2 separate regions of the Anser cygnoides genome follow, and region 1 is linked to region 2. Evidence: chromatin contacts called from public Hi-C data. All regions are on one chromosome and are shown on one strand. The core of a region is the stretch at or near the end of the contact, and the rest is flanking DNA. Distances in the headings are between cores, read along the strand shown.

What was found. A called contact is a pair of places that touch in the nucleus more often than the background predicts.
Region 1: a Hi-C map of liver shows a contact between it and region 2, with 4 times the contacts expected there. The contact joins the promoter of EIF2D here to the enhancer-like site in region 2. A contact is called at or near these places in 2 of 7 Hi-C or Micro-C datasets (both in liver).

What each region holds. Positions count from the first base shown.
Region 1 is chr25:4,893,731-4,900,325 of Taihu_goose_T2T_genome, forward strand. It overlaps EIF2D (eukaryotic translation initiation factor 2D), which reads right to left and starts at 1,786. Exons shown (of 15, transcript XM_048071028.2): 1 at 1,561-1,786; 2 at 613-803. The coding sequence starts at 1,616. It overlaps DYRK3 (dual specificity tyrosine phosphorylation regulated kinase 3), which reads left to right and starts at 1,885. Exons shown (of 3, transcript XM_013189733.3): 1 at 1,885-2,054; 2 at 3,674-3,789. The coding sequence starts at 2,024.
Region 2 is chr25:4,857,193-4,863,999 of Taihu_goose_T2T_genome, forward strand. RASSF5 (Ras association domain family member 5) reads left to right here. Exons shown (of 6, transcript XM_066982846.1): 2 at 6,091-6,203. Among named protein-coding and RNA genes, the nearest start is that of RASSF5, 7.0 kb to the left of the region's middle. Within about 2 kb of position 4,794, at least 2 of the 3 cell types and tissues checked have open chromatin away from gene starts, as enhancers often do. A contact at or near this core is called in liver, where this site is marked.

The DNA.
Region 1 (6,595 bases), core at 536-3,035, 34 kb after region 2:
ACTAACCACTATTAACCACTCGCCTGTTATTCAGATAATCAAGACATCTAAAGTCAGAATGATCCTAATATAATTAATAGATGCGATGGAGAAAAGCTTAAATTAAGCAGCAGTTCCTTTACGTGAATTATTTTAAGGATATAGATGAATGTTTGAATTATTTTCCTTAAATCAAGGAGGCCACTTTGAGCTAAACTGCTACTCGGACAGGAAAGAATTACTGTGTATGGGAAAAATAAAACCAGAGAATATCACAGCAGTTTGTTGCCTAATTCCATGGCTGTCTGAAAGTGGACATCATCCTGCTTGTTGGAATAACACCTTGCAGTGGACAAAAGAGGAAAAGGTGCTACGATGCTATCCTATGACTTAAAACATTTGTTTTCTAGTTTCTATCCTCTCAGCACCTCAATTTTCCTTTTGCAAAAGAATCCAGAAATGCTGCTGGATTTCACACAGAATATGGTAGAATAAGCACATTAAAGATTACGAAGCGTGCAGATACTATAGGGATGGGAGACAGGTAAGTACTTAGACACAAGCAAATCTTTTGGGGAAAAGTTGGTGTCCAGTAAGTAAAGAGGGAGGATTATTCCAGTCCACTACCCATACCTGTTGGATACAGAGCTTTCTCAACTTCAAACAGTATTGGGTTCCTGTTGTTCGTATAAACCGTGACAGCCTCCCCTTTGTGAGTGTATATTTTGACGACATTAAGCTCCTCCTTGTTTGGAATAAACTCAGTTAATTGTTCGCCACTAAGATTTGGAAAAGCTGCTGCAACATCAGCTCGTAGCTTTCTCCTGTAATGATAAAATCACAAACATGTTACAAACCTGTCTAGACCCTCTCGTAAAATAACTCCAACATAAACAGTTGCTACTTTGGTGGCTATTCACAGGATTCCCACGTTTTCCCTGAAGACAATCTGGGGCATCTGTGTCTGGGTTTACACATGAAATAGCTGCATGCTGGGAGAACACAGGGAGAAAAGGCCAAATACGTTTTCCCTGTTCCTATTCTTCCTTAACACCTGTTTACAGCTGCTGTGGCGCTCTGTGATTTTGGGATGGCTCCGAATGCCCGAGCACCCACCTGCGCTACGGGGCCTGCCAGCACCACCCTCCAGCACAGTACTGCAGGGGCTGTAGACGGGTCCCTCTCCCCACACGCTCTTTGGGCAGTTCCAAGAGATGTTTAAGAGGCACAAAATGGGGTTTGTGGGGTGTTGCACAGAAGCGTGGGGTGAATCTCAGATACCAACAAGTCAGCCCAGCACCGCGACGCAAGCCAAGATAAAGACAGATCAGCTAGGCGAGCCCAGTTACGGCTGTGCCTTCATGCACAAAGCAGTCTGCGTCCTGGGGGGGAGCTCACGGCGCCCACAGCCCCGAGGCGACAGCAGCCGCGCCTCAGGCCCCGGCTCCTTCCCCGCTGCGCCCGGGGACGCGCCGCTCGCCTCAGCGCTGTTCCCACCGCCGCCCCGGGGCCGAGCCCGGCTCGGCCGAGGCGGGTGGAGCCGCTCCCCTCAGCGGAGCGCGGCCGCGGCCCGGCACTCACCGGTCGGAGCCCTTGATGGCGGTGCTGGAGCGCACCCGGAACGCCCGGCAGAACATGGCGGGCGCCCGGCTCCCCTCAGGCCGCGGCAGCCGCCATGGCGCCGTCCCGCGGCACAAAGGCGTCCGGGTGGAAACCGCCTCCCGGCACGGCACGGCACGGCACGGCTCCGGGGGAGTTTAGAGCAAAAATGCAGCCACCAAACGTCCCCAAAGCTGGAACCGGTCCGTGCCCGGGATCCAGCCGCTCCGGGCTGCTCTGTTTTAATCCCTGCACGCCGCGCAGGAGGCGGCGGTGAAGGCTCCGCCAGGCTGTTGGTAGCGGGGAAGGTTAAAGGCGTGGGGGTGTTGCGGGAGGTTTTGCATTAATAAGTTTTCTTCGTTCCAAACGCTTAGTTTCGTGGAGGGTGCTCGCTGGAGCTGAGGGGAAGCACTGCCTAGGTCCCCACGGGCACGGACGAGGAGTGATGAGGCACCAGCATGCTGAGAGGGGAGGAGGTAGTAAAACCCAAAGGCTGCATAAAGCTAAGCGGTTTTGGGTACAAGCCTAAAATACAGAAAACGACTTTGAGAGGGGCACTTTTTAGTGTCTGTTGTGGTGCAGGGGGCTCGGGACAGCGACCAACACCTCCACGGTGCTAGGGGAGAGCCTTTATCTCCGTGTCACAGACAGCAATCCAGCCTGCTTGCACCGCCGGTTATCTCGGGCGTCGCTTGATTACTGCAACCCCTGAGCCCACAGAAAGAAAAAAAAAAGAAAAACGAGGCCGGCGCGGCTGCGGGGCGTTATTTCTGCAGCCGGAGCTGCGCCGAGCCCCTCGGGGGCGGCACAGCGGGGGCTCCTCGGTTGGAAGGCAGCTCCACGACTCCCTCAGGAGACGGTGCGGCGAGGCCGGGCCCTGCCCGTGAAGGAAACGGCCGCTAACGGTTGCCTGAAGGCGTGCGCGAGGCTCCCCGCCGGCGGGGGGCTCCTCAGCCCCGTCCCCGCCGTGAGGGGGCAGCGCCGCGCCCTGCCCGCCCCGGCCCGCCCCGGCCGCAGTGCGCAGGCGCGGCCGGGGGCTCGGTTCCCCTGGCAACGGGCGGCCCCGCCGCGGCCCGCCCGCCCCGGCCGCAGCCCGCCCGCCCCGGCAGCGCTGGGCCTGACGGCGGCGGCGGCGGGACGAGGGATGGGGGCCGCCCCCCGCCGCCACCATGCTGCTGGGCAGGAAGCCGGAGGCGCCCCTCGGGGCAGGTGAGGCGGCGGCGGGGTCCCCCCCGGGGTGTGTGTGGGGGGATTCGGCGGAACAATGCGGCCTCCGGGCTCCCCTTCTGCCGAGCCCCGGTGCGCGGCGCCGCCGCTGCCCTCACGGGGCCGGGGGAGGGAGCCGGCCCCGCTCGGGGGGCTGCTGGTGGGGCGGGGGGGCCTGGAGGCGGCGGGCGGCTTCCCCCGGGGCCGCCTCAGCCCCCCGGGGCCGCGACCGGGATCCTGGGCCAGGCGGCTGAGTCGTGACAGGAACGCTGACGGGATGCGGTGTCGCGACAGGAGCTCTGACGGGATGCGGTGTCGCGATAGCAGCGTGGTGCCGCTCGTGGGTCTGATGTCGGTTGCGTTAAGGGGTTCGGCTTTAGGCTCTTCAGTTGCGTTTGTGGGATGCTGGGCAAACCAACGCGACCCCCCCGCCTCCCCCCCCCCCCCCTTTTTTTTTGGCTTCTTGCAGCAAATCTGCTAATTCCCTCGTATCATTTTTAAGGGATAACCTACTTCGAAGGCTAGTCCGATCAAGTGCCTAAGCGTGCGCTCATTTTCTATTGTCGCTCTCAATGAGGCTACTTTGGGATTATCCTGCTTAAGGAAAAAAAGGGGAGTATATTGGCTAAGGTTTCTTAAGGATGTGTTTGCAGTGCAAAAATCGATTAAAAAAGAGAAGCTCTAAATTAAAAGTGTCATAAATTAAGGTTTCCAAAGAGCTGTGTACTCTGGGGCTATATTAAAATAGAGCCCAAACATCATAGTTAAATTCTGAAGATTATTTACCAACTGAAAGAGAACTGAAGGTTTTATTAAAACATGAGGTACGCTTTTATCATTTGTCTCTGTATCATTGTGACTAACTGGTTTGTGTATGGCACATTTCCAGCCAGGTTTGGAGACGGATTATATGATTCCTATATGAGGATAGATCAGATCAGGTACCAAGAGTCTACAAATGAAGAACAAAGCCCCTCAGGACTTCCTTCCCTTGGAAGATCAAATGTGAGTATTTTGAAGTCTCCTGTGTGGAGGCTTGGTGTGGCATTGTAGCCGACTATAGAGAGTAAATGAGAAAAGTGGGATGTGGCAGCCTTTTAGTAGCTTATTTAGCAGTATGGCTTTTACTAAATATAAAAATGGTAGAGTATTTTGTTGAATGCAAAACTTGCTAGGCAGCATCAGTAATCCTGTATTATTATCATCAGCTCTTATTTTAATTAAGAAATTTATTTTACAAAGGGTTGAAGTGTTCTGCTGTGCCACCTAGTATGCTGATAAGTATGTAAATCTACACCTTTTGCTTCAACTCTTGCACATTTCCATTTCAGTTTCACTTATGAAAATTTCAGGACTTCAGTGTGGGTTTGTGCGTCTTCCAAACGCCTTACAAAAGTATCTTTCTTCTCTGAAAACTTTGGCATTATCTTCCACTTCATTAGCTAGCAAAATAGGTCTTTGTGGACTGAAGGTGTAAACGTGTTTCTCTGTAGCAGCTGTGTTTCCTAAACAGGTATGGAGTTATTGGATCTTTTCTTAAACTGTTTCAACTGAGCAGTAGTAGTCGTGTTCAGCTGTACAGAGATCTGACCTTTATACGTGTCACAAACGTGTTTTGGCTGTTGTTGAATTCTGGCAGAAGTGAAGGAGCTTGTGCTTAGAAAAAAAAAGCACAACCCTCTAGAAAGTGAAAACAGACATTTCACCAAATAAGATGCATTTGAAAATCATCACTTTGTGTAAACTTATTGTAACAGACATTAGTAATTAGTTTGGTCCGTGCCATTCACTGAGCAAATTCAGTAGTGCCGGTCTGTGTTTCCTCTTTTAGCAATACTGAGGGAGAGCAGAAGAAATGTACGGGTTTCAGGAGTAGTGGATTGTTTTGTGGGGGGCATGTGGGAAATCCTAAACTGTAGTGCTTAAGTCATAATTTAACTAGAATTGTTCATAACTGAACAGAAGCCAGTGTACTGGAACTGTCAGGTTAAATGCAAATATAATTGCACGACTGTTTTTTTTCCTTGGTGTATCTTATCCTTCATCTATATTTTGTTCATCAAGCCTGTTGACTTTTTAAGACAAGACTAAGGATTGTAAAATGCCTAGTTTTGCTATGATAACACATCAAAAAATACAACCTTAGTGGCGTCTTGCAAGCAGGAACTGAGATGAAGCCTGCAGGGATTGTGATGCTCAGTTTTGATGGAAAAGTGTATGGATTTAAGTGATACGCAGTTTCTTTCTTTCCAAGATTTCTGTATTACGATTTAATGTAATGTGAGAGTTACAAACTTCTGAGATACGCAGCTGTCCATTCCTTTCATCTTAGTGATATAGGAGAACATAAATATTTCTTCTTTGAGAATAGATGGGTTCAATTCAGTTTGTGAAAATAACTGGTGAGCTATTGAAAACCCCATTGTGTAGGAACTGGGTTAACCGTTTTCGTATAAAACTTCATTTTAAGTGAGGAGGATGTGAAAATCTTTTCTGTGGTGCCAGTTGTGTTGTCAGTCCAATTTCTTGGCTTCTAATAGCATATTTTATCAACAACAAAAACTGGGCGGCCGGTGATTTGTAGAAGAAAGCTGCTGAAAGAAAGCTGATGTTACCCAGAAGTCATCTGACTTGGTGTAGCTCTTCTGGGTTCGAGATTGCTCTCTATTTGTGGCTCACCGTCACGTGGCAAATGATTTTGGTCGCCTCCTGAGAATGCAATTTCAGTCCTTACTGCTTGTGGGTGTTGAGTCAGGTTTGAGATCCAAAGCCCCCTTCTTTAAGAAATAGTTTTAGGAGAAACGTAGTTGTGAATTCCTTGTTTGCTTAGGAACTTGAAATACAAAATGTTTGCCCCAAACAACAGCACTAGGAAAGTTGCTGTTGCTCCTGCGTAGAAAGTATTTGGCTGTTACACTGTTTACTAGGCTTTGTCACGTTGCTAAAATTGATGACATTCAGACAGTTAACACCTTTTTTTTTTCTGGCAACCAAATAGTGAAAGGAGTTGATGTAACAGGTTCCATTCATGTGGTACAGTAATGCCTTTTGAAGTCCTGGTGCTTAGTTCCTTCAGGTGACTGCAGGAAGCTGCTCCGCAGGGGCCTTGCTGATCTAAACTGCCACAGGAAGGCTCTGCACCAGGACGGCTCTCTGCAGAGGTGTTCTGGCACCTGTTCTGAAGCCACGCTGGGCAGCAGCTGCTTCTGTTGTGCACACAATTGAAACCCAAGTAGTAAGAATATGAAGTTTTGATTTCAAAGGTGAAAGTAAGACTCCTACTGCAGAAGGACAGGCTTTCTTCCCCCCTGGGTCCCCAGAAACTTCAGGAACCAAACAAGCATGAACCTCGTTCCACGCGTGTGTTCGCTGTTTGTTTGTGAACTTACTGTTTGTGTGTTGAATAGCTGGCTCCGAAAACATGCCATTCTTATCTCGGAGGTTCAGCCAGACTCCGAGAAAAAGGCGTTTATCCGAAGTTACCAGGGTTGGGCTTTGTTTTTCCACTTCAGGGTTTCTGGAAAGGCGTGTCTCTTACCGTACGCTGTGGTTTGGGGTTGATAGGACTCTGAGTGGTGGAACTTAGTAGGATAGATCTGATGGCATGGCCACCACTGAGCTAGAACTGACTTCTGCAGGAAATGCCCATTTTTTTGGGCTCATGAGCAAAAGCCAGCTCTTCAAGGCAGCACTAACAAATAGACTCTTAAGAGACATGTAGCTGCTTTTGGCAGGAGCACTCACTTCCCTTATTTACGGACTGTGCTAAGACGTTAGATTTTATGTAACTAAAAAGGAATTTGGTTTTATG
Region 2 (6,807 bases), core at 3,544-6,043:
TGCATTCGGAGTGACCACAGCCACCTCTGCGTGTTTGCTCTCGTGGTCTGCGGGGAGCTGGGGGGGCCCCAGCAGGGCCCGGCTGGCAGCTGGGGCTCGATGCCCTCCTGGCCCGACAGGATGGAGCTCGTACCTCTGATGACCGGGATGTTACCCAAATAGGGTGCTGTTGGCCAAAGGGCTTTTTATAAGAAAACCGCCCCAGGCACCCAGCGCTGCCCTGCGGGACGGCCGGTTGTGAAATGCTGCTCCAAGGAGGGGTCGGGGCCCCCAGCTCCTGGTGGTCTCTGTGTCTGAGGTCAGGTTTTGATCCATCTTGCAACGTGGACCTGGCTCAGCAAAGCGCCTCAGCACGTGTCTGGGTTTGCATCAGTGGTCTGAAGCCCCCTTATGGCTCCACGCAGTTCAGTTGGTGTCCAAGCACTGCAGAATCAGGACCCCTTTCCTCAAGAAGGCAGCCGGCAAAACGCACGGCATTTCTCTTTCTAGTTGGTAAACTGCAGTTCTGACATTGCAGGTTCTTGAGTAGGTGTTTGCTTAAGATAAGGAGCTCTTTGCCAGGTGGGGACACTCTCAAGGAGCACAGCTTTGCTGGCGTGGGGCTCTGCACCCGTAGCTCTCCAGGACCCGAGGGTTTTCCATGTTTTCCACGTCCTCCCACGCCCTGTCACGTCTCTGCTCTCACCACTGTAAATAATGATCGCTAACAGCTCACAGAACCACGGCGTGTTGCGTTTCTCTGCATTTAGCTGGCCTGGACAGATTCCTGAGGCTGCTCGCCCTCGCAGGTGGCTGGGGTGGGTGCTGGCTGGGTGCTGCAGGGTTGGGGGCGGGCACGGGGCGCATCCTGCCCGCACCTCCCGGAGCAGGGCAGTCGCTTACGGGGGACACGGAGGTGTGGGCAGGGGCTGGGGCCTGCCCCGGGCCCTGCAGCAGCTGCCCTGGCTCCTGGGGGGCAGCTCAGGTCTCTGGGGTCATCGTCCCGGCTGCATTCGGTCCAGCCCCGATGCCTTGGGAATTATTTATGGAGAGAAACACCAGGAAAAGCTCCGGCTCTTGTTGTACAGGTTAGTGCAGGGGCTTTTCTCTCCCCCTGTCTTTTCCTGGTCCGGTGGGGTTAGCTGAGCTTGCTGCTCTGGATGTGGGACGAAGGGATGCGTGTAGCCGTGGGGAGGCTCTCAAGGGGTTGGGACAGCGAGGGGTGAGCAAGAAATTCCCCTGTGTTACCTCCTTGCCTGCTTGGTGGGATGTTTAGGGAAATTTGGGAACTTTCATCTGTGTTACTCCAGGGGTAAAACAGGAAGAATGTGTGGCGCAGGATGCTGGGAAAGCTGCCCCGTTTGTGAGAAGGTCTCTGAGTAGAGATGAGGCAGTTCTAAATGAGAGGCTGTAAGTGACGGATTTAAAACGTGCTGTTAGGGGGTGCCTGTCCCACCCCATCACTCAACACCCAGCGCAGTTATAACCGATGGATGCTGTGAAAGAACAGCGGCATCGGTCTAAAACCTGGCTACACATCTGCAGAGTTCAAGTCAAAATTATAAATACAGTTAACCTCGGTGTATTCCTTTAATCTAACACTTCATTAAACGTTGGAGGCTTTAGACAACTGCAGGGGAAAGGCAGCGAAGGGAAGGGAGGGGATCGGAGCGAGACCTCCCGTGTGCGGCTGGGTCCTGCGCTCCCTCTCGGCTCTAATCTCCTCCCTTGGGTTGTTTTATCTTATCAAGCAAAAAGGCCCAGAAATAGAAAGTTTTCCATGGCTAGCAGGACAAGCCCAGAGATGCACCAGCCCCAAGCTGTGCATTGCCTCTTTGTTAAAAAAAATAAATAAATATATATATCCGTCAAACAGCAGCGGGCTGTAAATGGGCGATGTCGATGCGTTATCTCCACGGGAGGAAGGCCTCTCGTGGAAGCAGGCGCAGCTCGTGCGGTGCCCAGCACCTCTCCCGTGCTGCCCGTGCTGGCCGGGGAGTGCTCGGTCGCCTCTCGCAAGGATGTCGGGAGGGAAAGCGGAGGCAGCCGCTTGCTTCGGGCTTGTAACGAAGCGAATCCGCAAAATTTTCGGGCGTTTTCCCAAGTCGAAGTCGTGGTCGGAGGGGCTGCAGCGGCCGAGGAGGGAGGTCTTGCTGCTGAAAGGTAGGGGACCGTGCGCTGCTGGGTCTGGATGTGTCTGTAGCTGCCGCGTGATGGCTTTCTGCTGCTAATTAGGTGTGATGGGGTTCCTGCAGGGCTGCCCTGAACCTGCCACAAAGGAGCGTGGTGGGAAAGGTGCTGGCCCTGCTCCTGGAGCCCCCAGAGAGGCTTCCCTGGGAAATCTGGCCCAAGAGCATCGTCTGCCTGGCAGCTGGTTTGTGCTCCAGGCCTTGCAGCGGTGCAGGGGACCCCTGGGCAAGTTACTGTCACCAGAAGGGTCGGGTCTGGACAGGCGAAACCCTTCCCTCAGTTTCCACCTGCTTTGAAAAATGAAAAACCTGATTTAGACCCAAACCTGCTCAGCCCTCGACTGCTGGGTGCAGGCACGGGGCAGAGGCAGGGCTGAGTGGCTGCAGCGGGGGGTGTCGGGAGGTGCTCGGTGCCTCCCAGGAGCTCAGGACCTCTCCTGCATGCGCTGGGTGGAGGCTGCGGAGGTGCCCTGATCCCATCCTGCCCACCAGGAGGGGACACGCAGCTCTCGTTAGGTCGCAGGGCCACATCCTGCAGCCTCGGCTGAGGTTACCCCGAGTGACGTCGGGTGGCTCCGGGTGAGCACGAAGGCAAACCTCGTGCGTGGCGTGCTCCAAACGCGCGTGCGTGAGCTGCCCGAGGGATTTCGGGGCTGGAGGATGAAGGGAAGAAAATCTCAGCACAGGAAGGCTCCAGGTGTGCTGCGGATGGCGTTCAGCCGTCGTGCTGGCCAAGATCTCCCTGCCCACGTTTTTGTGGGTTTGCTGATGTTGGGAGGATTTCTGCTTTTTTTTTATTTCCGTGAGTGGCAGGATCCTCAGCAAACCAGGAACTGGAGCTTTGAGATAATTCTTGCAATTTCAAGATTGATTTGAACATCGCACGGGTTGTTTTGTGGTGTGTCCTCTCTGATCGCGCCGCTTTTCCGCCTAGCGCGCGCCGCAGCGCCGCTGCTGGAAGTGCAGATTTCAGCCAAAAAACAGTTTAGAAGCATTAGGCTGAAGGATGCCCCGCAGCATCTGGGGCATTTGGGGGGCAGGGGCGGGCAGGGTGCCTGCAGAGCTATATTTAGGACTAAATGAATGGGGCTGTTTTGCACCATCCAGCTTTATCTCCCCTAGAAACTTTATCTGTGGATAAAGGGAAATTCTTTTCAGCCACTAGTTTGTTTTTTTGTGTGTGTTTCTCTTTTTCTATATTGGGATCACATTTTTGGGTTTTTGTTTTTTTTTTTCCCTTTAAAAAGAAACTGCCTTTCCAAGTGTTGCTTTGTTCGACTGGAATAGAAATTATCTCAAAGCCTAAGTGGAGGCATCCTGCTTCGGTGGCTCCTGGCAAGCCTGTCACGTGGCTGCTTCCTAAAGCTGTGCTGGCTTTCTAAAATTAGTGCTCCCTGCCAGATACGGGGTGATTAGGTCTGCTAATAGGTGCTGGTGACTAAGGAGGTGTCGTGCTGTAATCCTGCAAAGAAATGCCTGCCCGCAATGGGCCCGATCCGGAGGTGTGCTCGGGAGCTGTGATTTCTGTGGTCAATATTACGTATTTCGGACCTCGCCGCGTGCAGGTGCTGCAGCCTTCCTGCCCCATGGGCTGTGGTCGGGGCAAGCTGTCTAAATCTGAAAATCCTGGATAAAATAGGCAGCAGGGAATGGTTAATTTTTTTTTTTTTTTCCTGGTCAGGGGTAAGGAGAGCAGCACAGCCCTTGGTGGCCTCACGCAGGGACCCAGAGCCCTGCTCTGCTGGCGCCGGGTGCTCAGGGGGGGCTGCACCTGAAGCCCCCTCAGGTTGGCACCTCCAGCAGAGACTTGGTGAATGTCCCCTGGTTCAGTTGCTCAGAAGGTCATGCATTAAATTACCATGTAACTGCTCAGCTTATCTCCAATTAAAAAAAAAAGGCAAGGCTCCCTGCTTTCCCCCAGGCTTACTTGAGACAACTGACTTGGAAGAGGAGAATGACAGACAGCTGGTGCCAGATGAATGAGAAACGATTCCCCTGCCTCCCCTGGAGGCGATGCTCTGCCCCCAGGCACCAGCTCTGTTCTTGGGCATTCCCGCGTGGGAGCGTTCGTGGGGCTGAGCAGGAATCCCTGTTGCTGGAGCAAAGGTGGGACATTGCTTTGCTTTCCTGCAAACCTGAGACATTCAAAAGCAATGACTTGAAAGCCAAAGGGAGGGAAAAATAAGTAGAATACAGGAAAATGTGGGTTTTCCTGCAGAGGGGACTCCTGTTCTGGTGTCAACGTTACTGGTTTTTGGAGGGGCTCAGACGTGCATGTGCGAGTCCTTTGCCGGGAGCTTCGAGGCATATCCCCCGCTCCAGGTCTGCTCTGGAAGGTGCGTGATGATGTGAAATTCACAGCAGTAAAGGAATCTCATGCTTCAAGCTGTGCTGGCTCTTTTGGGAGAGCACCAGGGGGGTCTCCTGTCCCCACGGGGCCCCAGCAGTGCCCTGCTCCCCGCGAGACACGGCTCCTCCTGTCCCCGTGCTGCAGGAGCCCCGGCTTTCCTCCACCCCAGGGCCGCGAGCTGCCCCGAGCCCGTCTTGCTCGAGCGCCAGCCGATTTCCATGGAGATATCAAAGGACCCTACTGGCATTGGTGAAATATCTATAGATTTCCAAGCGACTCAGAGCAGTGCAAAAATAAATAAATAGCAAAAAACGGCACAGAGCCGCCACGCAGTGCTGCAGAGGCAGCAGGAGGGGCGGGGGGAGCCCGGGCTGCTTTGCAACGAGCTGCTGGCTGCCGTGGGGGCTCCGAGGCCTGTGGGGACGCCGTGCTGCTGGGCTCGTGTCGCGCATGCGCTGGGGGCAGCAGGGGCAGGAAGGATCCTGCTCGGCCGCGGTGGTGTCGCTGCGTGGGTTTGCTGCACTGCAGCAGCAAGCGCAAGGCGTGCTTTCGGTGCACCCGAGAGCATCCAAAGTCCTGTCTCCTTCTGCTGCGTCAACTCTTTTGCCTTGCTTTGGGGGGGATTTTTTTATTTTATTTTTCAGGTCAGTGACCGCACTGGAATTTTGGATGGTGTAAAAAGTTGCTTTAATGGCATTTGTAGGGCAGTTAAACATTAAACGGGTTGGAAGGGCTGTTAAAGCAGAAGGAGGCTGGTGGCTGCTCTCAGGGGAGAACGGAGGAGTGTGGCTTTTGGGGGAAAAACCCTGGGGGGGATGGGGGGGGGGTGACTGCTGCCATGTCGGACAGGAGGTGCTGGCCGTGCCCAAGGCAGAGCAAGGTGCGTGCCCCAGGAGGCGATCCCAGGGCTCTCCGTGGAATCCCTGCCTGGAGCTAGTTAATGGCCCGCAGCAGGACGGGGCAGCAGCCAAAGCAAACATGTTGTGCCAACGCCTGGCTGCCCCAGGGCAGCCTGCCGGGGGCTTGTAGGTCACGGCCACCACCTGCGTCCTGGTTTTGGGGCACTCTGGTGGTAAATCCACGCCTCGGTCACTGCAACCCCCCTTTGAAATGTTCACAGCTGGTGACCTGACATAGTCTGACTTCTGTCTGATACCGGGGTGGTTTGCCCCTTGACGCTGGAGAATTAAGCGTCCTTTTCCTCATGAAAAGGAAATCAAGCGTCCTTTCTCTCGTGGCCAAGCTTTGCTGCTGGCGCTGTGGCGTTCCTCAGAAGCTCAGCAGGGAAGGGGCATGAGGCCGTGTGGGTCTGGTGGGGCTCGGGCACATCCCGTGTCTGGTATGTTGGTGCTCCAGCGGGTCGGGGAAAGGCGGCAGGACACGAGGCGGGAGCATTGCCCGTGCCAGAGCGTCCTAACGCGAGGTTCCCTGGGGAGAGGGCGCGGGAGCGGTCTTTACAGCTGGGCTTTGCTGCTGCTTGCCCCCGTCTGCAGCTCGGAGACCCTGCCTTAGGGCTCCCGGGCTCCCCCCCAGCGGGGAGCGGGTGCTCACTGTGTTCTCCTCTCTCTGCAGACTGCAGGTACACGTGCCACCCGCAGTGCCGCAGCCTCATCCAGCTGGACTGCCGCCGGCCCGGCCCCGGCCAGCTCTCGCCCGAGAGCACCCTCGTGCCTCCCTGCAGCCAGGTACGCCGGGGTCCCCGTGGTGGCGGTCGCCTTGCGATGCTCAACCCCATCTCTCTACGACCTGTTTCTTGCTCCCGAAGGGTTTGACAGGGGGATGTTTTGTCACAGGCAGGTCAAAACCTGCCCGAATTGGGTCTGATCCGCACGGGGAGGGACAGGATCGGACACAGGCAGCGCTCCTCGCTTTTGCTCGCATAATCCACTGCTGCTAAACCGGCAGCACAGCAGCACGCAGCCACTTCAACAGCTGGCTTTATCTGGTGTCAAGAAAATCTGGAGGAAGCACCATCAACAAGGTGGTTTGTTTGTTTTTGGCGCGGGATGCATGTAAATGCTGTGCTGCGCCTGTGCGTGGTGCTGCCGTGAGCTGCTGGGGCTGGAGGGGCTCTCCCTGAGTTATTTGAATAAGGGCGTGAAGCCGTAGCTGTTTGTTTACATCTCCCTCAAATGTCAGCGGGTTTCCCCCAGCGACATTTTAAAAAAAAAAAAAAAAGCTTCATTTTTAGAAAAACTAGGAAGAGGTGTTTCTTCTTCAGGGTGACGAGGGCAGCCGGGGTTATTGATGGCTCTGATAATGAACACGGAGCCCACGCTTTGCAGCAGT